Regions from separate parts of the Hordeum vulgare genome. Here regions 2 and 3 are each linked to region 1. Evidence: chromatin contacts called from public Hi-C data. All regions are on one chromosome and are shown on one strand. The core of a region is the stretch at or near the end of the contact, and the rest is flanking DNA. Distances in the headings are between cores, read along the strand shown.

Region 1 (3,092 bases), core at 343-2,842:
ATGAGGGCAAGGCATAAAGACCCAAAGGCTTTGGCGATTGGCCATACGAAACTGACCTACAAACAAAATGTCCAATATCATAATGAACCAATTTCATCCAAAGATGTCCAGCAAAAATCATCATCATTTTGAAGATCAAGAACACACCCAGGCAGAAGTCACATTTTATCACACTAACCATTACATCTTCAGGCACACTAACTACTCAAGAATTCGGCAAAAACAGCATGAAGGGATGTTTCTGCTGTGATGTTAAGCAGAGAGTTTGGACTGATGGAGAAGACTGAACAAAAAAAACTTTGCTTCTGTGCGTAGAATGATACTGAGTAAGATTTCAACAGAATCACAGAGAAACAAACAGCAGACAGTCACCCCAACAAACACAAGGCAATAACTAACCATCCGATAAGCAAACGATCAGGTGATGAGTCTGAAATTCCAGCTATACCAAAGGCTGTTGGATGGTGTAGAGCAGGAAATGTCATGGAACGATGAGACAAAGGGTTACTGACTGCTACTGGAAAGAAAGACTGGATCACAACTGCCTACGGAAACAGGTTGAATTTATCATTTACCTCAAAGTTATTCCTCTATGGCTGACCAAAAACTACTCTATGGCTGACCAAAAACGCTTTAAACGCTCTTATATTAGTTTACCAAGGGAGTACCTCATACCATTTAGTATGATCTAGCAAGTCGATAAAACATTACAAGTACAGGGTCTGACATGTGCCACACACACTGTATAACCTTGTAGCTAACGGATGATGAGCAATATCTCTAGTGCACGAAGATATACAAAATAACAACTTTAATAAGATCTACACGGCAGACAATGAACGAGATATTTAAACATGTAATGAAGTCTTCATATCAAAATCCAGGGCACAGGCACATGATAGATGCACATTAAAGGTTCCAAAACGCTCATCCACGGACATCTTACGAATAATAAAGCAGCAGTTTTCAGATAGCATATCCTAACAGAACAGGTGATTGGTAAAAAACTAGGATAGCAAGAGCAGTATGGCAACCGAGCTTAATCAATCTCCTGGAGCGAGGCGCCGGTGGCCGTGGCGCCACCAGCTGCGGCGGCGACGTCCTCGGCGGTGAACTTGCCCTTGGCCTTGTCAGCAGCGCGGCCACGAGCCTTGCGGTCGAGGAGGGCCTTGCGGTCCTTGTCCAGCTTGAGCTTGGTGACGATCACCTTGCTGGGGTGGATGCCGACGTTGACCGTGGATCCATTCACCTTCTCCCTGGTGATCCGCTCCACGTGGATGACCCAGCGGCGGCGGTAGACCTGCACCACCTTTCCCTCGCGGCCCTTGTAGGTGCCGCGCACGACCTGCACCTCGTCGTCCTTGCGGATCGGGATGGAGCGGACGTTGTACTTGTGGCGCAGCTCGGAGGAGAGGGCGGCGGACATGAGCACGCGGCGGACGGAGGACGGCGCCGTGAAGTGCGCCTTGCGGCACTTCCGGCGGGAGCTCGTGACGCGGGGGTTGCGCTTCATGGCGGCGGCGGGGGGGTGGGCGCTCTCCCTTACCTGGGGGGCGGCGGCGGGGGCTAGGGTTCTGGTGCGGGAGGGAGTGTGTGGAGGCGGCGGGATGTTGCGGTGGGAGGGCAATATATAGGTGGGATGGTACTAGGGTTTTATCTGCGCTCCGTCGCGTGGGCTCGGCGAGGCGTTCGATGGGGAGTGGACGGCGCGGATATGTTCGGCGGAATGGGTTGTTGGGCTAGCTGGGCCGTTGTTACTTGTTTCTTTGGACTAATTTGAGTACATGTTTGGGCTTATAAAACAAGAAGGTCCGACCGAATGCTGATCTGCTGGCCCGTGTAAACTGAAAGCCTAGCCGGCTGCCTCCAGCGATCACGATGCACGTAGGAAAACCGTGAGGCCTTGTTCGGTTCAACCTCCTCCCGACGAGTTTGAAGATCGGAGGGGAATTTGGTTTATACTTCCTCTGTTCCAAAATATAAGACATTTTAGAGATTTTACTGAGGGACTACATACGGAATAAAATGAGTGGATTTATACTTTAAAATATGTCTATGTACATCCGTATGTAGCTCATAGTGCAATCTCTAAAATGTCTTATACTCCGTCCGTTTCAAAATATAAGACCTTTTAGGTATTTCACTAAAAGACTACATACGAAGCAAAATAAGTGAATTTATATTCTAAAATATGTCTATGTACATTCGTATGTAGTTTGTAATACAATCTCTAAAATGTCTTATATTTAGGAACGGAGGGAGTATTTATGAACGGATGGAGTATTTACTAGTATAAATACCCGTGCGTTGCACCGGGTAAAAAAAAACACAACATGCTTCATGTGTCATTATGCATTATTTTTTATATCCTCACGTTCACTCTGCGGAGCCTCCAATTCAACTCTAACTTGAAGTTCAGTTCCAAGTTCACTCTGGAGAGCGTCCATTTCACCTCTAACTTTAAGCTCAGTTTCAGGTTGACTTTGCGGAGCCTCCTTTTCACCTATAACTTCAGAACAATCACTGTTTTCAGCCACTGGTTCAATCAGGCATGCATCCACACGCACAACGCCCGCATCCGTGTCCTCCTCCACGTCGCTGAGCTGGGACTGCGTGTGCGCCGGTTCCTCAACAGGCTGTGATGGATGAACATCCACCATGGGCAGTTGGTGGCTGGCATTTATTTCAACAACATGTGCATCATTCAGGCCAGCAACAACAACAGCTTCATTGTCCTGACCATTGTCCTCTGTTTCCATCTCTTCATATTCATAGGTGACACCACCATCATCTTCATCATGTTCATCTAATTCCACCACCTCTCCATATTCATACTCTGCATCTTCATCTTCAGGCCTTGCACCATCATGCTCTGGTTCTACCGCATCTTCGTCTTCATGGCTGGCGCCGTTCTCCACCATTACCACCTCGGAGTGAAGAATCTTCGGATCCCTCGGCAATTTATCAACATCACCGCGATCCACTTAACTGTCACGCCCGACAGCAGTTCTAGACTTTGCTGGCACCTTGTTCTGATCTAGATCGCCACTGCGTGCGTGATTGAAATCACCACCCCATGGTCGCCAGTCTGA
Region 2 (3,092 bases), core at 193-2,692, 770 kb after region 1:
AGAATGAATAGTGATTTCTAGGGTCCCATTTTTCACCCTTTGCTTGCCATTTAATTGGGATTCATGTGACCTTTACTGAATAAAATTCAGAAAAAATGCCACCAACTACAGGTAGTACCCACAAAGTTAGTAAAGCTACTTAGGTTCACCTCATAGCAATGGAATCCCAACATGTGCGTATCAATCAAAGTCTCTAATTTGTAAGATTAAAAAGCTACACATGGATGCATCTACAGGACCAACGAAAAATAATGTTCTACGTGGGAAAGAAAGAGGGAGCGGGTCAGCAATGGCATGATGACCTGGACCTTGGCTTCACCACGTGATGCACGGGGCCGCAATTCCGGCCAACCGATGGCCAGCGAGCAGCAGCAACTGGAGCACCCCCACATCTCGCCGCTCCATTCTCTCTCCCTCCAGCATCCCATCTCCTTCCTCTCGTGGTCCCTTTCCTCTCCCGCTTATCTCGCTCCTCTCTCACAGGTACCCGACACCATGCCGCGTCCACCAGCCGTCGTGCTCCAAGCTCCGGCCTCCCTCCGCTCCGCCCAGAAACGCCTCACCTGCGGGCAATCAGAGGGGGAAGCAAACATCAGCCTGGCCGTGGAGATCGATTTAGACGTGGAATTGGCAGTAGGAGAGGTGTTACCGTCCGGGACTAGTGTCCATGACGCGGTGGAGCAGAGGAGTAGGATGACAACCGACCCTCCTGATGTCGCCGACCTTGGCGCACGGAGGCCGCCTCCTGTCCGCTCGAAGCCTTGATGACGGAGCAGAGAAGAACCACGATGATACTACCTCATGTCCCAACGCTCGATCATGGTGCCGACCTCAATCACCTCTGTATCCATGCCGACCTAGAGGTTGGATGGATGCAGGTCGTCTCCTGCCCGATCCCGATCCCGATCTAGGACTTTAGGGTAGGAAGAGAAGGTGAGGGAAAGGGGAGGGGAAGGGTGTGAGGATGGGGCGGCGTTGGCCAGAGAGAGGGTCACCAGGGGTGGGATGGGCAGGAGGTCGGTGGTGGGGAATATGGTGGTTGCGGCGGCGACTGACCTTGGGGCGGGGAGATAAGGTGAGGGGAAGGGAAGCGGGAGGGTATGAGGATGGGGCGGCGGTGGCCTGAGAGAGGGGCACCGGGGGTAGGAGGGGGAGGAGGTCGGCGATGGCCAGAGAGAGGGGCATCGGGGGTGGGAGGTTGGTGGTGGGGAATACGGTGGTTGCAGCGGCGACTGACCTTAGGGCAGGGGGAGAAGGTGAGGGGAAGGGGAGCGGGAGGGTGTGAGGATGGGGCGGCGGTGGCCGGATAGAGAGGCACCGGGGTGGGAGGGAGGTTGGCGGTGGGGAAGATGGTGACTGCGGCCGCGAGTGAATCGGGGGTGGGAGAGGAGGTGAGGAGCGATTGAGGGAAGGGGCGGGGGCGGGGGCGGGGGGCGGGTCAAGGGCGTGAGGGGCGGGGCGAGCGGCGCAAGGATGTAAAGCAGCGTTTCATTAGTACTCCCTCCGTTTCTAAATATAAGTCTTTCTAAACATTCTACTAAAGGACTACATACATGACATAATTTAGAATGTATATTCACTCATTTTGCTTCGTATGTAGACATTTAGTAAAATCTTTTAAAAAACTTATATTTAGGAACGGAGGGAGTATACTGTACACCATTAGATTACTAATCCGACGATTGATATGACTAGTTGGATATGTCCTCTCGTGTTTTTAATAGTAGGGATAATATCACAACGGCGTGTTAATGAGGTGGTCTCGCAAGACCTTTTTTTTGTTTGAAAGACCGAGCTTGTGGCTGGCATATATTGATCAAAGCAGATAGCAGTGTGGGAAAACAAACATTGGATGCGATCCTAGGATCAAGGAAAAAAAGAAAAAACCGAAGGGAAAAAGAGATGAGGTTACAGATGGCGAAAATTCACGGCGAATCCCAGAAGGGGGGTTCTAAGAACGCCACTCCTGCTTGTCGCCAAAACTCGATGGTTTCATTCTTCATGTTTTGTAACCCGGCGTGCTTGCTCCTGAAGGTGCTTTCATTTCTCTCCTTCCAGATCTCAGACAAAATCAAGATGGTCATTGTCTTGATGGCCTTTTTATGCTCTGGCATGGTTTTGGTGACCATCGCAGCTACAATCTCTAATGATTTTTCCTTCTCCTCCCATTCGCCAAGCCTCCCATGTGTCCATACCTTGAGTGACATCGGGCATTGCCAGAACAAGTGTACAGATGACTCTAGATTCCGAAGACATAACTGGCAGAAATATTCATTTGGCCAGCCCCTGTGTTGTAGGCGATCGTTGCACCATAGTCTGTTCTTGAGCAGCAGCCATGTAAATATCTTCAGACGCGCAGGTGCCCAGGTTGTCCAAAACATCTTTTTGTAATCAGATTTGAAGAAACCCTGGAACTGGGTCTTGTATGCAGAGCTCGCTGAATACTTTCGTGATGCTTCTAGTTTCCACCTGATTGTGTCTCTAGTCCCTTCTTGCAATTGCAGATCCCTATCTTGGATCCATCTATGAAGCCTGATCGCCTCCTCCCAGAGATGCATAGTGTTACCATGGGCTAGGTATTTAATCCAGGTGTCGTTTTCCAGCGCCTCTTTTACTGATCTATTCTTCCTCCTGGAGTGCCTAAATAGAGTTGGGAATGTCGTCTTTAGGTTTTCGGAGCCCGTCCATGAACAGTACCAGAAGGTTGCCGTTGCTCCATTGCCTAGGGTGACAGTCGTTGAAGCACTAAAAAGTGCTCTGTCGGCTTCGTCGCACGAAAGTGCCATGCCATGCCACCGTCTGTCTAGGCTTGTCCAGGAGAGCCAAAGCCAACGTAGCCTTAGTGCTCTACTGAAACGGTTCAAGTCAAGGATCCCCAGGCCCCCGTTTTCCACTAGGGAGCATACAACCGGCCAGTTAACTTTGCATTTCCCTCCGCTAGTTTCCTCCTCATGTGCCCAAAGGAATTGTCGCCTAGCCTTATCTATCTCGAGGAAGAACTTCTTAGGCGCCCTAAGCACAAGTAATGCGAAAGTTGGAAGCGCGGTCAGGACACTGCGGACCAGGACGCGGCGACCGCGATGTTCAGTAGT
Region 3 (3,092 bases), core at 325-2,824, 530 kb after region 1:
TTTTAAAGAAAAGGGACTTCTACCCGATTTCACTGGTGAAACCGTTTACAGGTTCGTTCATTACAGCATAAAATTTGTGTTAGAAAAATAATGCACTGCTTTTAACCTGTTACTCCCTCCGTTCCTATATACGGAGTATAAGACTTTTTAGAGATTACACTATGAACTACATACGGATGTATCTAGACATCTTTTAAATATAGATTCACCCATTTGCTTGGTATGTACTATGTAGTCTATAGTGCAATCTCTAAAAGGTCTTATATTTAGAAACGGAGGGAGTACTTACTAACCTTTTATAAAGCAATACTGCAGACCTAACGTATCAACAGCATGGAAGACGAAATACCTCCACCAAATCCGGCCATCTAAGGAAATTCCATACAACGTGAAAAGCACGATCCCACTATTAGGCATTAGCACTGCCCATTTTGGTCTTCCGTAGGGCAGCAATATGTAGCTGAAAAGTAGACACCTTACTCTCGAACCTTGTGTCATATTTCTAATAAGGGCTGCTGGGTGGAGGGGAATAAGCGTAATTCCTTTAGATGGGAATGGAACTAAACTAAGATCCATGTGAACCTAAAGAGATTGGGTCTACTTTTTGCCTGTCCAAACTAGCCCCCGAGAAGAAAGGATTGCCCCATTAATGGCAGAGATTGGCAGTAGTAATGTCTCATATTTCCAGGTTCCATGGTCCACTGAGACTAACAAAACAAGTCCAAAAGAAAGACAAGGCTACCACATTTTCTCATCAAAGATAAAAGGAATCCTCCACTCACAACAGAATTTTACTGTTACCAGTCGTCCCCAGCTACCAGTTACCAGTAAAAAAAAAGGCAAATTCCCCCAGTTACAGAACAATTTTGCAAATCCCAAGCATCCACTAGAGCGATGAAGAAAGAATAGAGAAGGGAAATGGCTGGCCATATTTCCTCGTCTTGTAGTAACAGGAATCCGGAAGAAAAGGAGAGGCAACAATTGCAGGACAATTTTTCCATTTTTTACTGTTCTGAACTTCTGATGTCCCGAAGCAGAGAGACCAAAGCCACAAGCAAAATGCGAAGCAGGCAGCGGAGAAACGAAGAGAGCGTGACCTTGTCGAGCTTCTCGAAGGACTCGGCGCGGCGCGGCACCCAGCCGCGCACGGCCTCGGCGGCGACGGAGGCGAGCCACGGCGGCCACCCGGCCGCCACCTGCTCCGCCTCCAACGCCCTCGGCACCGGGCTCCTCACCTGGCACGCCGCCATGGCCATCGCGGCCGCCCGCCTCCTCTCGAGCGCCTCATCCCGTGCCCTCGCCTGCTTCCGAGCCTCCTCCTCCCTCCTCAGCACGGCCACTCCCGCAGCCGAGAGCTTCCCCGCCGGCGGAGGTGTCTGGCCGCACCGGCCGTCGTCGATGGCCGCGGGGCGGCCGCACACGCAGCCCATGGTGGCTGCGCCGGGGGGCCACGCGGGTCACTCGGCCCGGCCTGCCGCGCCGCCGGGGCAGTCACGGCATGCGGGGGAGCGGATCTCGGGGTCCCAGCGAATTGCGGAGGAGTGCGGTTAGGGTTTGGAGTGGGAGTGGGAGTGGGCGAGGGGGTGGATGGACCCTGGGAGTGGAGGCGGGCGAGTAGTGAGAGACTCACTAGCAACGGCCGGGTGAAGAAGACGGCGAGACGAGACAGGAGAGGAGAGGGACTGGTTTGTAATTTTGGGTTTTCCCTGAGGGTGGACCATGATGTCATGATCCTTTGATTGCTTCTTTGGGAGCTTTTCTTGGGTAGGCCTCTAAGATTGTGTATTTACTAGTACTCCCTCCTATCTTTTTTACTTCACGTATTAGATTTATGTCAAGCCAAAATTTGCAAACTATGATTAAATTTATATTACAAAAAACATCGAGAATACTTTATATGTATACTGTAAAATTACATTTCATAATGAATCTAACAAGATTTATTTAGCATTGTGAACGTTGATACTCCAACACGCAAAACGTATATACACATTAAAAAGGTTTTAAAATTTGTTTTTTTAAGGTTTGTCATATAGAAGGAGTTTGGATCTATGATTTTGGTTTTTCATGCAAAAAAACAATGAGTATAATTTGTCGACAATGGCTAGTTTTTTTAGCTAGAGTGTTAAAAAGTAATGTTTACTATTTTATTTATATATATATATCTTGATGACGCTTTTAAATTTGTTTTTGAAGATCACACCATATATTGAGAAAGAAAAAAAGGCATATAGTAGTTCATTACACAATTGTCCCCTAACCAACAACCCATCCGACCTAAAATTTGAACAAAATTTTGCAATCTCATCAACAACTATGTTGGCATCCAAATTAATTTTCACCAAAGAGAATTGTTGAATAAGGTGAAAAGCCTCTCTTCAAATCAATGATCATCGACATGTCTATCACCATGCAAAAAAATTACAACAAACCAATCAAATCTCCGGAATGATAGGATTATGCATGACCAACACAACATATAGACCCGTCCAAAGAATTCTGCTTCTTCCACACTTGAACAAACTAGACGGAAATCCACGAAGATAAAACAACCTTTCCTTTATGATCTCTAGCCACGACGCGTACGCTAGCAAAACCTTCCTTCGCTACAAAGCTCGCATCAACATTAATCTTAATCATTCCAACATATTGCTTATCCAAGGATGAACGTGATAAATCGCACATAGTGAAACTCACCTAGTCAACAACCCGTTTACCTTTATCCAACCATGAATGAATAGTTTCCCTCGATGCCCCCACTTAAATATGCTCAAAGATTGTCAAGGACATAACGCTCAAATTGAAGCATTTTTCATCCCCAAAGGTCACATTATTCCTAAAGTGTCAGTTATCCCAAATGAAAGCCAAAATTTGTTAGGACATTTTTTTCCTTGATGGTTTTAGTGATTGATGACAGTTCTTTTGTGGATTAATCGTGTGCATTAAGCCTTTCAGAGAATTCTACCTATGGCACAAGACGATTATGACCCCTCGATGGATTATAGTGAAGACGGTTATTTTCCTGCGTTTCATTTTTAGTGGAATTGAGTCGTAGGAGAACCGTACTATTAAGAGGGCATCTGCATCGGAAA

The links. Hi-C and Micro-C count contacts between places; a contact is called where the count stands out from the background.
Region 2: a contact with region 1 is called in a Hi-C map of leaf, with 2.8 times the contacts expected there. The contact joins the promoter of LOC123441539 here to the promoter of LOC123443110 in region 1. A contact is called at or near these places in 2 of 6 Hi-C or Micro-C datasets (leaf and seedling) and 1 of 1 datasets of contacts at active chromatin or transcription factors (embryo).
Region 3: a Hi-C map of leaf shows a contact between it and region 1, with 6 times the contacts expected there. The contact joins the promoter of LOC123443112 here to the promoter of LOC123443110 in region 1. A contact is called at or near these places in 5 of 6 Hi-C or Micro-C datasets (leaf, seedling and an unstated tissue) and 1 of 1 datasets of contacts at active chromatin or transcription factors (embryo).

Annotation. Positions count from the first base shown.
Region 1 is chr3H:94,787,154-94,790,245 of MorexV3_pseudomolecules_assembly, forward strand. It overlaps LOC123443110 (60S ribosomal protein L26-1-like), which reads right to left and starts at 1,593. Exons shown (of 1, transcript XM_045119370.1): 1 at 848-1,593. The coding sequence starts at 1,513. The coding sequence ends at 1,040.
Region 2 is chr3H:95,560,348-95,563,439 of MorexV3_pseudomolecules_assembly, forward strand. LOC123441539 (proline-rich receptor-like protein kinase PERK2) reads right to left here and starts at 1,443. Exons shown (of 3, transcript XM_045117930.1): 1 at 650-1,443; 2 at 303-563. The coding sequence starts at 1,443. The coding sequence ends at 916.
Region 3 is chr3H:95,313,196-95,316,287 of MorexV3_pseudomolecules_assembly, forward strand. It overlaps LOC123443112 (probable serine/threonine-protein kinase At1g54610), which reads right to left and starts at 1,575. Exons shown (of 8, transcript XM_045119373.1): 1 at 1,098-1,575. The coding sequence starts at 1,430.